Regions from separate parts of the Macaca mulatta genome. Here region 2 is linked to region 1. The links are chromatin contacts, called in public Hi-C maps. All regions are on one chromosome and are shown on one strand. Each heading gives the region's core, a stretch centred on a gene start, on an enhancer-like site or on the middle of the called end of the contact. The rest is flanking DNA. Distances are from core to core; before and after follow the strand shown.

Evidence for each region. A called contact is a pair of places that touch in the nucleus more often than the background predicts.
Region 2: a Hi-C map of cortical neurons shows a contact between it and region 1, with 5 times the contacts expected there. The contact joins the promoter of CIB1 here to the promoter of IDH2 in region 1. A contact is called at or near these places in 2 of 14 Hi-C or Micro-C datasets (cortical neurons and fetal cortex germinal zone).

What each region holds. Positions count from the first base shown.
Region 1 is chr7:79,925,017-79,932,052 of T2T-MMU8v2.0, reverse strand. It overlaps IDH2 (isocitrate dehydrogenase (NADP(+)) 2), which reads left to right and starts at 4,270. Exons shown (of 11, transcript NM_001257762.1): 1 at 4,270-4,470. The coding sequence starts at 4,356. It overlaps LOC114679490 (a long non-coding RNA gene), which reads right to left and starts at 4,110. Exons shown (of 3, transcript XR_003731445.2): 1 at 3,976-4,110; 2 at 3,290-3,362.
Region 2 is chr7:80,060,036-80,067,071 of T2T-MMU8v2.0, reverse strand. CIB1 (calcium and integrin binding 1) reads left to right here and starts at 4,047. Exons shown (of 7, transcript XM_077940337.1): 1 at 4,047-4,150; 2 at 4,281-4,315; 3 at 5,543-5,771; 4 at 6,480-6,630; 5 at 6,772-6,890; 6 at 6,979-7,036. The coding sequence starts at 4,100. It overlaps GDPGP1 (GDP-D-glucose phosphorylase 1), which reads right to left and starts at 3,773. Exons shown (of 4, transcript NM_001194046.1): 1 at 3,728-3,773; 2 at 3,392-3,466; 3 at 228-284. It overlaps LOC144330110 (a long non-coding RNA gene), which reads left to right and starts at 468. Exons shown (of 2, transcript XR_013395985.1): 1 at 468-609; 2 at 2,120-3,745.

The DNA.
Region 1 (7,036 bases), core at 3,021-5,520:
CTCTGGAGTCCTGCCCCTCTTTGGGATTCTGCCAGCACCCTGTGTCAGGCCTGTCCCTGGCTCAGGAACTCTTGTCTCCCTTCCCCAGGCTCGATCCCAATACCCTCTCACCACTGTTGCCAGATGTTACCGTCTGCCTATTGCACACCCCAAAATGAATGCCCTGGAGTGTTGGCTGGATGAAATGTGAGCACCTGCGGGATTCATTCCTGTAAGGCCAGCACTTTGGGAGGCCAAGGTGGGAGGATCACTTGAGCCTAGGAGTTCCAGAACAGCCTGGGAAACATGCTGAAACCCTATCTCTACATACAATACAAAAATTAGCCAGGTATGCACCTGTAGTCCCAGCTACTCACGAAATTGAGGTGGGAGAATCACTTGAGCCCGGGAGGTCGAGGCTGCAGTGAGCTGAGATTGCACCACTGCACCATTGCACTCCAGCCTGGGCAACAGAGTGAGACCTGTCTCAAAAAAAAAAAAAAAAAAAGAAAGAAAAAAAAGAAAAAGGCTGGTGCAGTGGCTTGTGCCTGTAATTCCAGCTACTTGGGAGACTGAAGCAAGAGAATCACTTGAACCTGGGAGGCGGAGGTTGCAATAAGCTGAGATCACACTGCTGCACTCCAGCCTATCTCAAAAAAAAAAAAAAAAAAAAAAAGGAGGCTGGGCACGGTGGCTCATGCTTGTAATCCCAGCACTTTGGGAGGTTGAAGCGGGCTGATCACCTGAAGTCAGGAGTTCAAGACCAGCCTGGCCAACATGGTGAAACCCCTGTCTCTACTCAAAATACAAAAATTAGCTGGGCGTGGTGGCGCATACCTGTAATCCTAGCTACTTGAGAGGCTGAGACAGGAGAATTGCTTGAACCTGGGAGGCAGGGTTTGCAATGAGCCGAGATCCCGCCACTGCACGCCAGCCTGGGCAACAGAGCAAGACTCTGTCTCCAAAGAAAAAAGAAAAAGAAATGTGAGTCCCTGACCACTCCTAGCTGTCCTGTCCAGCCTCCCCCGAGACCTTAGAGCTCTTTGAAGAGGCAGCGAGATGGATGCTCCTTCCCCAGGCTCTCCAGGGTCTCCTGCACCCAAGGTGCTTTTCTCCTTGCCAGATCATCTACACTCCTCTTGGGACACCTTCTTTCTCTCTCTCTCTCTCTCTCTCTTTTTTTTTTTAATAGAGATTAAGGTCTCACTCTGCTGCCCAAGCTGGTCTCAAACTCCTGAGCTCAAGGGATCCTCCTGCCTTGGCCTCCCAAAGTGCTGGGATTACAGGTGTGAACCACCACACCCAGCAGACACTTTCCTCTTGTGCCTGCGTTTATGGTGATTGTATACATGTGTGTCTGGCTCCCAGAGGGTAGGGACGGAGTAATACAAATGTTTGTGCCTCCACAGGGAACTTGCACGTGACCTAAATTCAACGACAAATTAGGGTTTGATTGAAAATGTGGAGGGGTGGAAATTTTCAATTCCACTGACCCCAAACGGGAGGATCTGAGCCCCTTTCCTTTAAACACCATCTTTCTCTGCAGCAGCTTTCAGAGCCAATAGTTACCATCACCAGGAATTCCAGACCAGCACAATAAATAGGGGCTGTGGTTTCTCCCTCTTTCTCCTTAAAAAAGTAATAGAAAAAAAATTAGCCAGGCATGGTGGCATGTTCTTGTAGTCCAAGCTACTCAGGAGGCTAAGGTAGGAGGATCACTTGAACCTGGGAGGTTGAGGCTGCAGGGAGCCGTGATCATGCCATTGCACTCCTGCCCGGGCAACAGAGTAAGACCCTGTCTTGGAAAGAACAACAACAACAACAACAACAACAACAACAACAGGATTGGAGTTGATTTGAACTGGAGTTTTACTACTTCCCAGCAGTGCACCATTGAGCAAGTGTGGAAACCTCTACGAGCCAATGGAGCTGGCATCAGCTGCCTCATCAAACAGGGATTGTATGGGAAAGGCTGGCATGGAGCTGGGGCTTGGGAGGCAGGCAGTTAGAGGCAGTTTAAAGATTTTGCTTCAATTGCCTCCAGCTGCTGCTGTGCTTACAAGGAACACAACTGCTCCCTCTCTGATCCCTCAGCAGGCAAAGGCCAGACTCTGGAACACACCCACAGTGCTGCCTCTGGCCAGGCCTCTGAGATACCAGTCCACCATGCAGAGGAAGGGGCGAGTCCTTGGTAGGGGGAGGGGGGCAGCAATTTCATTACCACCATTTCAGAGGTGGTGGTGTGGGTGGTTGACATACATAAGTCTCATTGTTTGAACCAGAAGGATCTTCAGGGGTCCAGTCTTCCAGTTTACAGGTGTGGACATTGAGATCCAGGCACCTGATAATACCAGGTTGGCAGGAAGGTCGAATGCCAGAGGTTTCCATGATCTCTACTTGTGTTTGGAGCAACAGAATTCTGAACAGAGTCAAAGGGATAAGGGGTCTTTTCTGGCACAAGCTGGCCCAAGACCAGGCCTTTGACAGAGGTCTCAGACTCTGGGGGGCCCAAAAGCAGCCCTCCCTTGGGCTCAGCCTTCTGGATCCTAGGGCCAGAGCAGTAGCTCTACCGGCTAGGACTCGGTGAGGGGAGCTTTGAAGTCACTAGTCGAAGGTCACCTTCCTGGCCCAGCTCCACCTGGCACTGTTGACTGTGAGGCAGTGGAGGGGAGGGCTGAGAACACAGCACATAGGTTGCTCCTATTTGGAGTGAATTAGTGTGACTGGGAAAGCAGAGAAGGGAAAGAGGTCAGGTTTTTCCAAAGAAAACCCAGCCCTCAGCTAGTGTCTTAGTTTAAGAAAACAGATGAAGAGAGAAACTTTGTGGCAGAACTAATTATAACCGTCTTTTGTGGCCAGATGCAATGGCTCACACCAGTAATCCCAGTGCTTTGGGAGGCCTAGGCGGGAGGATCATTTGAGCTTAACAGCTGGAGACCAGCCTGGGCAACATAGTGAGACCCTCCCATCTCTATTTTTAATTAAAAAAAAATCTTTTCTATGCAAACAGGAAAAAATGGAACTGTTTTCTACTGTGGCTGCTTGATTACTCCAGGGTCTCAGAAAACAATACCCCAAAACGCAGGCCTCAGGAGCAGCTCTCTCTGACCCTCTCCCTCCCTCCTGTCTTCGGCCCCTCACTCTCCTCGGAGGCCAGCCATAGAAACTAGAATCCTTCTTCCTCAATGCAGGTCATAGAAACCAGAGCCCTTCTCCCCCAAAGCCAGACATCGAACCCAAAAATATTACTCTAACCTTCTCCCACACGTTTCTGGGTAAAAACTGGCCATAAATAAATTATCTGACCTACCTTGTTTGCTTGCAGGTCCTAAGACCCCTCCATCCCAGAGAGAGTCCTGCCCCATCCTCAGAAGGAAGGACTGCTGCAGAGAGAGGCCAAGAAGAATCTACATGGACAGGCCTTGCTGGGTTTCCCCACTCAGGTTATTGGCCTTCTGGTCCAATCATATTTCTTTCTTCGGTTTTTTTGTTTTTGTTTTTGTTTTGTTTTTTTGAGACTGAGTCTCGCTCTGTTGTCCAGGCTGGAGTGCAGTGGCATGATCTCAGCTAACTGCAACCTCTGCCTCCCAGGTTCAAGTGATTCTCCTGCCTCAGCCTCCAGAGTAGCTGGGATTGCAGGCGCACCACCATGCCCGGCTAATTTTTGTATTTTTAGTAGAGACGGGGTTTTCATTATGTTAGCCAGGCTGGTCTCCAACTCCCGACCTCAAGTGATCCGCCTGCCTCGACCTCCCAAAAGTTCTAGGATTACAGCCGTGAGCCACCGCGCCCGGCCCAAAGTGGGATTTCAACTCTCTACACCAGCTGGACGCGACAGCGGACTCGAGGAGGCGCAGGCGCCGGTGGTCTTGGCTCAAGAATGCAGCAGCTGCGCTGGGCTAATGCGCCTTGGGGTTCCGCCCTGCAGGCGAGGGAAGCAAGGGTTCGCTCAGATTGACCTTTGGGTTTAAGCTAAAGCGCCAGTAACTGACATACAGGTTTACATGGGGCATCCTGGAGAGGGTCAGCCTCGCAAGCGGCTCTGCTAATCACCCAGCCCCGATTCCGCTAGCGGGTCCCGGTAGGTCTCACGCCTGTAGCTCCTGCAGAGCTGGGCTTTCAGCAGCGCCCACAGAAGCACCGGCCAGGCCCGGCCTCTGGGTCCCGGCTTCGCGGGACACTGGAGGCGTCGGAGGCCCTGGCCCCGCCTCCTCCCCGGCAAGGCCCAATGGGGCGGCGGGCCCGGCAGCCCCGCCCCGGTGGTGTCCGCTCGGCCCGCGCCCGCCAGGCCCAGCGTTAGCCCGCGGCAAGGCAGCTGGGAGGAGCGGCGCGCGCTCTGACCCCTCCCGCCCTGCTCTTTCACTCTCCTGCTTGGGATGGCCGGCTACCTGCGGGTCGTGCGCTCGCTCTGCAGAGCCTCAGGCTCGCGGCCGGCCTGGGCGCCGGCGGCCCTGACAGCCCCCACCTCGCAAGAGCAGACGCGGCGCCACTGTGAGTGCCGCGCGGAGGGTCCAGGCAGGCGCGCGCCCCCAGCTGCGACGTGGCAGCTTCCCAGGCTGGGGCGGGGGAGCGCGTCCAGCCAGCCCGCAGCCAGGGGACGGCGGGGCCGGGCGCACAAAGGGCCGGGGGGCAGCTTCGCTCCGTGCTCCCCCGCCCGGAGCTTCCCGGCCGGGCCAGGCGGTGGGGTGGGGACTTGAGGGACGGTGGCAACTGGTGGCCCGGGCGACGGCCAGTTCTGCGCGGGCGGGGGCTCGGGGCTGCCGCGCGCCCCTAGGTATTTCGGGAGGGGGTCCTGAGAGTGTCCGGGACCCGAAGGGTGGCCTGCCCGCCCTGCGCCCCTGGAACGAGACTAGCACCCGCTGGGGGCTGGAGCACCCCGCGCGCTCCCCTGGCGAGAGGGAGGGTCGTGGCGCGGCCCCTGCTCAGACAAAGGCTGGGAGGCGGGAGGCATGCACTTCCCCTTCCTTTTCAGCCAGGCGCACGCTGATACCAGGCCCACGTCAGCTATTTTTGGAGCCTTTTACACACAGCTGGAGGAGCGTCCTTTTTAATTTTCCCCTTTTGTTTGGCCGCCCCCACCCGCAGCCCTTCGCCTTCATCGCTGCACTTGAGGCTCCATCCTGGGGCCTCTCCTTGACTTGACCTGCCTTGGCAGGCACATGCCCTCCCTGCCTGGCTCACTCGCCGCAGAGATCTGGCAGCCCGCGCAAAATGTCACTTTGCGGAATTGTTCCCACGGCTTCTGGGTACCTTTAGCTTCCTGCTTAGGAGAGAAGACAGTAGTCGGGTCGTAATAAGCAAGACTTAACCCGAGCCTCCGTTACCAACGCAGGCTGCCTTGCCTGGCGTGTGGGCATCGGCCTGCCCCCTCACCCTGGCTACCCAACACAGCTACAAAAGGCAGGGAACAATGTAGGTCCCTTGGCCCTGTCTGATGCCTGTTGTCATGGAAACTCCTATCCTAATCTGGCCAGGAGCCCCTTGCAGTGAGCCAGGAGAGTGCGGAAGAGGGGGTGGGGCCTGCCGGCCCTGGCCTCACCAGAGGAGGTAATGGTTAACCGGATTGTGGGAGCAGCTGACTAGAGCTGGGGGGTAGGGAGGCTTGGGCCCCAGTCCTGCCTCCCCTCCCAAGGAGAAAGGGGCATGTCTGCTTTTGTACCTCTGGGAATCTGTCTCAGGGATCAGCCCAGCAACTCCCAGTTTCCAAGTGCCCCAGGCCCCTAAGATTCCCATAGAGCACACCACCTTCAGCAAAAATACGGTGGAAGTGAGCTACAATCTTTAATTCTCCCTTCTTTTCTGCCTTGATGGTAAAAAAAGAAACAAAACAACACAAAAAACACAAAACTGGAACACAAAGCCCCTTTTAAGGGTCCTGAATTTGGATGCAGAAAAAGTAGTCAGTTGCGGGTCCTTCTAGAAGTCCCCATGTGGGTTGGTTATGAATGGGGAAATTGCTTGGTTTTTGAGTTGGACATCAGACTACATACAGTTGCGACTCTGCCAACTTGTTACCTGGCAACGCAGCTGGAGACAGAATACTTGGCATTCCCCTTGATGACAAGGAAAGAATATTTTTGGGCTAAAAGAGCCCCGTGTCTTTGCTGCCTGGTAATTCCTGCACGCATCTTTTCCTATTTTGCAACTCCATAGGCTTAGCGACTGCTGGTGATGTTTCTGGTAAGTTAGAGCTTGGGGCAGTGGGGGCCAGTTCTGTGAACCGCCCGGTGGGAGAATTACTTATCTAACCTTCCTTTACTCCACTCCTAACCCAGAAATTTCTTAATTCTTGCCCCTTAAGTGTGCAGATCTTTCTGCCATGTCAGATAAGGCCCTAGCTGCCCTGCCAGAGCTGATTTGGGTGGTTGTGTTTAGGCCTAGTAGGTACTGAGGAAAAGCCTCTTTGGAATGGCTGAGGCCTGCTCCCAGATCTTCTGTGTGAAGTTGAGGGCTCTTGGGCTGGTTCCATTCAGGGTATGAGGTGCTGGAAACTGCTCTTGGATTACTGGAAGCTAGAGTCAGTGGCCTTCTCTGGGGTTTATACTCTGTAAACTCATGTTAAAAATACCAGCAGATTACAAATATTAGTACACTGTAGGTTGTAAGCTTCTGCAGGGCATGGGGCCCAGTGCTGGTGAGAGATGCCACCTGTGTACATCTGGTGCAGGCTGCTGGTAAGAACTCACTGGCCCCTGTGTGGCAATGCATACCAGATGAGTGAGAGGGGAGGAAGCACATTCAGTGAAACAGAAGATGAGGGCAGGGCAGCCCTGACCACAGATGGCGTTGACTTCAACTTGACCTTTATTTATGTCTTTGGCAAAAGTAGTGTTCTCCTACTTTGTGCCAGACACCATGCCGGGTGCTGGGGATAGAGCTGGAAATGAAACCAGCAGAGACTCTTTCAAAACCCTTAGGAGCTCGAATTCTGATGTGGGAGGGGGCAGACAGTAAACAAGATAGACGTTGACTAGCGTGATATATGGGTACAAGAGCTAAGGAAGGCCAGGCACTGTGGCTCACACCTGTAATCCCAGCACTTTGGGAGGCTGAGGTG
Region 2 (7,036 bases), core at 2,798-5,297, 140 kb before region 1:
TGTGGGAAAAGCTTTTCCATGTTCCATAGTGATTCCAACTGGTCATGCATAGAAACATTTGGGTGAGGATGGCACCAATGTGTGTGTAAGTGCCCAGGGCCAACCCTTCAAGGGGGAAATTAGTGCCTGTCTTCATCTTCCCCTGGCTGCCTGGGGCCCTGGACCCAGCATTGTCAGGGAGAGGGGTCTGCCACTGGCCCAGGTAGGATGTCAAAAGAAGGCATTACCTTAGCAAGGTCACTTCAGTCCAAGTTTGGGTTCCTTCAGCTCTGCTGGTCCAGAAACTTCATGTTAATAAAACAGAAAGGAAACAGAAAACACATAAAAAATTACATATCAAAAGTCAAGCTAAGTTTAATGGGTACTGAGGCTTAGTTTGCAAGATGAAAACATTCTGGAGATTTGCTGCACAACATCGTGAATGTGCTTAACGCTACTATACACTTAGAAATGGTTAAGATGGTCAATTTTTTTTTTTTTTTTAAAGACAGAATCTCACTCTGTCAGCCAGGCTGTAGTGCAGTGGCATGATCTTGGCTCACTGCAACCTCCGCCACCTGGGTTCAAGTGATTTTCATGCCTCGGCCTCCTGAGTAGCTGGGACTACAGGTGTGTGCCACCACGCCCAGCTAATTTTTGTATTTTTAGGAAAGACTAGGTTTCACCAGGCTGGTCTCAAACTCCTGACCTCAGGTGATCCACCCACCTCGGCCTCCCAAAGTGCTGGGATTATAGGTGTGAGCCACCCGCGCCTGGCCAAAAATGTTTAAAAGTGAAGCTAATCCTTTCAGCTGGAGCTGCAAAGTAAAAGACACACACACACACACACACAAAAAAGTGAAGCTAAGCATAATTTTGATGATAAAATGTAGTATCTTATTCTCACCTTACTGCAATGTCTGCCTCCCAGGCTGAAGCAATCTATCCACCTTAGCCTCCCAAGCAGCTGGGACCACAGGCATGACTAATATAGTGTCTATTAAAAGAGAATCTTATCTAACAGGTGAAAAAATTTAAAATGAGATAATAAAAATAAAACATAACCAAAACAAGGAGAAAAAAAAAGATAATCTTAGACATTTTTTCATATAAGATATAAAGATGACCAACAAGCACATTTGGGATGTTTAACATCATTAATAAGGAAAGGCAAATCAAAATCACAATGAGGGGCTGGGTGCGGTGGCTTACACCTGTAATCCCTAGACCAGCACTTTGGGAGGCTGACGTGGGTGAATCACGAGGTCAAGATATCAAGACCATCCTGGCCAACATGGTGAAACCCTGTCTCTACTAAAAATACAAAAATTAGCTGGGCGTGGTGGGTGCACACCTGTAGTCCCAGCTACTTGGCAGGCTGAGGCAGGAGAATCACTTGAACCTGGGAGGTGGAGGTTGTGGTGAACTGAGATTGTGCCACTGCATTCCAGCCTGGTGACAGAGTGAGACTCCATCTCAAAAAAAAAAAAAAAAGGAAAAAAAGAAAATTACAATGAAGTCCGGGCACGGTGGCTCACGCCTGTAATCCCAGCACTTTGGGAGGCCAAGGTGGGGGATCACGAGGTCAGGAGTTCAAGACCAGCCTGGCCAATGTGGTGAAACCCCCTCTCTACTAAAAATACAAAAAAATTGACCAGGTGTGGTAGTGGGCGCCTGTAATCTCAGCTACTCATGAGGCTGAGGCAGGAGAATCGCTTGAACCCAAGAGGCGGAAGTTGCAGTGAGCTGAGATCGCACCACTGCACTCCAGCCTGGTGACACAGTGAGACTCTGTCTCAAAAAAATAAATAAAATAAAAAATAGAAGTATATCAGCAGTTCGGTTTTATCACTGTACCAAGAGTTGATCAGGTACAGGAGGGACAATATGCTAACCAGATTCACCAAGGACTACCAGATGATTCAGCCTGTGCATTTAATAATTTACCATGAGAGGCCGGGCGCAGTGGCTCATGCCTGTAATCCCAGCACTTTGGGAGGCTGAGGGAGGCGGATCGCGAGATCAGGAGATCGAGACCATCCTGGCCAACATGGTGAAACCCCATCTCTATTTAAAAAAATACAAAAATTAGCTGGGTGGTGCACTTCTGTAATCCCAGCTACTCGGGAGGCTGAGGCAGGAGAATTTCTTGAACCTGGGAGGCAGAGGTTGCGGTGAGCCAAGATCATGCCATTGAACTCCAGCCTGGGCAACAAGAGTGAAACTCTGTCTCAAAAAAAAAAAAAAAAGAGAGAGAGAGAGAGATACTTACTACCATGCAGTCCAGGTATTCGCCTTGGCTTGTAAGAGGCAAACAAGGTCTATTTAGTACAGGAGACATAATGACAGCTTCCTGCTTTTTGCCTAAGCTTTTACTAACAGGAGACTAACTCCTTCTTGGACAGAAAGAGTCTGCTATTAAAAGAAAAATGATCAGCTTGGGATGAGTCTATACCCTAGGTTTTTTTTTTTTTTTTTTTTTTTTTTTTTTTTTTTTGAGAGAGTCTCACTCTGTTGCCCAGGCTGGACTGCAGTGGCACAATCTCTACTCACTGCAGCCTCCAGCTCCCAGGTTCTACCACGCCTGGTTAATTTTTGTATTTTTAGTAGAGACGGGGTATTGCCATGTTGGCCATGCTGGTCTTGAACTCCTGGCCTCAAGTGATCCGCCTGCTTCAGCCTCCCAAAGTGCTGAGATTACAGGCATGAGCCACCACGCCTGGCCTTGAATATTTCTACAGTGATGGAATGTACATATTAATACAGTGGGTCTTATTAAACACATGCTGCCAAGGAGAAGCAATGGGTATTCTTCAAGTGTAAAGTAGAATCCTAGGCAGTCTAGGGAGTCAGGAAAGGCTTCCCTGAGGATAAGATGGAAGAGGGACTGAGGGCCCAACGTGGCTGAAACACAGAGAGCCAATAGGAGCAAGTCCAGTTACAGAGGGCCAGGATTTGGGTTTTTAACCATTTAATGATTATAAACTGAGATTAACATGCTCAGATTTCGACTTTACAAAGATCAGCAAGTATAATGGATTGGAAGGATCAAGAATTAATCCCAGCCTGACCAACAACCTCCACTTCCTCCTCCCAGCAGTTTGGAATCCTTACCTTTTGCAGTAGTATACGTTCATTCATTTATTATGCATTCGATAATATTTACTGAAAGCCTACTATGTGCCAAACATTGTTCTAGAGGTTAAGAGGGGACAAGAGCAAACGGGTCAGCAGCCTAGGGGTGAGATGGGGTCAAAAGGACAGCAGGTCAGCTGGAATGAAGACAAGACCAGTGGAGCGCCTTTAAAGGTGCCTTGGACTGGACCGATCACCTTCTAAATGCCTGAGCCCGGAAAAATCACTAAAACCCTTTGGACTTACGTATTTCCATCTTTGTAAAATGGGAACCTACCTTGCAAGGGATGTTGCAACAATCGAAGAAAACTATGCACAGTGCTTCACATCCAGTGGGTCCTCAGTAAATAGCCTAAGAATGAAGCAAGGTTATGGTTACTTCTGGAAGAGGTGGCTTGGGGGCTGCGACAGGTGCAGCGATTGCCTGATGATAACATCTAGAAAAGCCCTTGCTGGGCAGAGGGGCAGGCGACGACCTCGGCCACTCAGCGAGTCTCCAGGTTTCCCGGAAACGCTAGCTCCAGTGACTTCTCAGACGCTCCTACGGGACCGCACCCAGGGCAGCCGCCGCCACCACCTACTGCAGCCGAAGCGGATGGACCTCGCGACTTACCCTGCAGCCGCTGCCGGGGCCACAGCGAGGTCACGACTCCCGTGACGCATACGCAGCCAGCACGCACGCGCGCGGCGTGGCCCGCCCCCGCCCACCCCGGAGGCGGGGCCGTGAGTCCTGGGCTCCGCCCCGGAGCGTCGGGCCCCTCCCAGGGCCCCGCCTCCCGCTCGCCAGGGACCGGTCGCAGCCGGCGGCTCGCCTGCCAAACCCGGCTGGGAACGCCTGGGCGCTTTTAGGACGGGGCGGGCCCGGGGGTGGTGGCCCCAGGAGCGGTTGCCGCGGGGACCGGGCAGTGACGCGGCCCAAGGGCGGAAGTGAGAAAGTTGTCTGCGTCTCTAGGCGAGTTGGCGGAGCTGTGCGCGCGGCGGGGAGATGGGGGGCTCGGGCAGTCGCCTGTCCAAGGAGCTGCTGGCCGAGTACCAGGTGCGCGGGACGCCTGGCCCTAGGGAGCTCGTGTGCCGGCCTGTTCCCCGGAGCCGGGTCCGGAGCGGGCTGCGGGGCGGCCGCGGCCTCCCAGCGGTCCGCTAATGCCAGCTCTCGCTTTGCCTTCCAGGACTTGACGTTCCTGACGAAGCAGGAGATCCTCTTGTAAGTGCTGCCTCCGACCCCGGGATCCTCTAGAGACAGCTTCGGGGGCGCCGTCCCAAGGGAGGGGCGGGGGCTGGCCTGAGGTCTGCAGAGGACCGGGAGCTGGAGGCCAGGAGACCCAGCCCGGGCTGCGCCCTTCTCCCGGCACGCCCTCCCCGCCCTCGCCTGAGGCCCCAGCGTGGCACCGCGGAGCCACCTCACAGCCTCCAGGAAAAGTTAGGCTCTCTGACCCTGAGCTCCACTAGCTTCAGCACTGCCGAACTTCCTGCCCCAGTCCGGCAGGGGCCGACCTTGCCCGGTGGCTAAACCACAGAAGCCTTGGGGAGCCTGGCTCTTTCTCCCAACTTTACCTGAATAATACAGTAACCGTTATCGCTTTCTGAGCACTCACCATGTGCCAGGGACTGTGCTACATTGTTGCCTGCATTACCTAATTTAATCTTTAGGAGAGAGGTATTGGACAATGAAACAGGTTCAGAAAGGTTTGGTAACTGCTTAAGACAACACTCTTGAGTAAATGGATTTGAACTTGGGCTGGAAGCCCTTTTGCCAGATTTTATGCAGGCCAGGGCACTTTGAGTGAGGAGGTGCCTGGGCTTCCTGCGGCAATGGGAAGGAGGCGGAGGCCGAGGAGGAGGACAGTTCAGGGTGGCTGCTAAAAAGGAGGCTTTGAGGGCAAGAGATCCCTGGAGTGATGGTGAGAATGAGATTTTTGGTTGTGCTCTTTTCTCCCTGTTTTTGTTTTTTTTTTTTCTCTCTCTCTCTTTTTTGAGACAGAGTCTCGCTCTGTCACCCAGGCTGGAGTGCTGGGGCACGATCTCGGCTCACTGCAGCCTCTGCCTCTTTGTTCAAGTGATTCTCCTGCCTCAGCCTCCTGAGTAGCTGGGATTACAGGCAACTGCCACCATGCCCAGCTAATTTTTGTATTTTTAGTAGAAAAGGGGTTTCACCATGTTGCTCAGACTGGTCTCAGACTCCTGACCTCAAATGCTCCCACCGCCTTGGACTCCCAAAGTGCTGGGGTTACAGGTGTGAGCCACCATGCATGGCCAGTTCTTTAGGGCCAACTTCTGGCCTTTTCCCCAACTCTTCATCCCTCAGGGATCTCTAGAATCAGTGCCCAGCACATAGTAGATGCTCAGTAAATACTTATTGCAAGAAAAGACTCCTAGGCTGTACTGCCTTGTGACATGTCCTTTTGCTTACTGTTGCCTGATGACTCGGAAGTTCTGTGCATGTGGTTTTAGCTCCTCACCTGGTTGATAATGAGCAGCAGGCAAGGAGTGGGAATGAACACACAGGGAAACCAATCGCTGAGAACACCGACAGTTCCCCTCTCTCTACCAGAGCCCACAGGCGGTTTTGTGAGCTGCTTCCCCAGGAGCAGCGGAGCGTGGAGCAGTCACTTCTGGCACAAGTGCCCTTCGAGCAGATTCTCAGCCTTCCAGAGCTCAAGGTGCAAGCGCTTCCCCTGGTTGACACCTCTCCCACCACTCCCTCCCTGCTAGACCCCCTAACTCCATCTGCCACTAGCTTTGAGATCATGGGGTCACTGGGCCCCATTCTGGTCATTTTTCTGCTTAGTTCTAATTTTCTGGGGACAAGGACTTGACCAAAATCACCTGGCAGAATTATCTAGAATGGTGCTTTTCAAATGGGGATTCTAGAACATAATCTTGGAAGTTCAGAGAAGTTTTATCCCTTAAGAGGAGTTGAGTTACCTTATTAAAGTTTGAGGAACACTGTTCTAGAGGCTGATTGCCACTCCGTGGGGCTGCTGCGAAATATCTGTGCAAAAGGCCTGGCCCAGTGCCTGTAACACAATAGTTGTTCAATTAAATATTTGTGTTTTAAAATAACCAGCCCATCTCGTTCCCTTTGTTTAGGATGACTTCTTCCCTCTCTGCCCACACTTATGTTGTATGTGACCTGCCTTTGGGTTAAACACTTGACTCCCAGGAAGCCATATCAGTCCTTTCCCTAACTGGGTCAGTTTGCTTTCCTGTGCCCCCACTGCCCTTCATGTTGGCCCCAAAGCACTGATCGTTCACCCCCACGAGCCTGAGCTCCCTGGTGCCAGTCCTGTGACCTGCTCTCTCAAGTTTCTGGTAGGGTTTAATGAGTGTGTGACCTGGGCCACATCCTGTGGCATTTGTTCTCCTAGGCCAACCCCTTCAAGGAGCGAATCTGCAGGGTCTTCTCCACCTCCCCAACCAGAGACAGCCTTAGCTTTGAGGACTTCCTGGACCTCCTCAGTGTGTTCAGTGACACAGCCACGCCGGACATCAAGTCCCATTATGCCTTCCGCATCTTCGGTGAGAACCAGGAGCAGCCCGGCAGGACACCACCCCTTCCCACATGGGCTTTGTGGTGGCCCTGCTTGGGAAATGGCGTGCTTGTGGAACCTCAGAGCCCCTCCCAACCGTGTCTTTTGGCTTCCTGTGTCTGTTCTCTAGACTTTGATGATGATGGAACCTTGAACAGAGAAGACCTGAGCCGGCTGGTGAACTGCCTCACGGGAGAGGGCGAGGACACACGGCTTAGTGCATCTGAGATGAAGCAGCTCATCGACAATGTGAGCAGCTGAACAGACCCTGCCCCAGCTGGGCCTGGGAGTGGGAGGGAGGGGTTGGGGCTCTGGCCTGAAACTCTCCCTTTCCCAGATCCTGGAGGAGTCTGACATTGACAGGGATGGAACCATCAACCTCTCTGAGTTCCAGC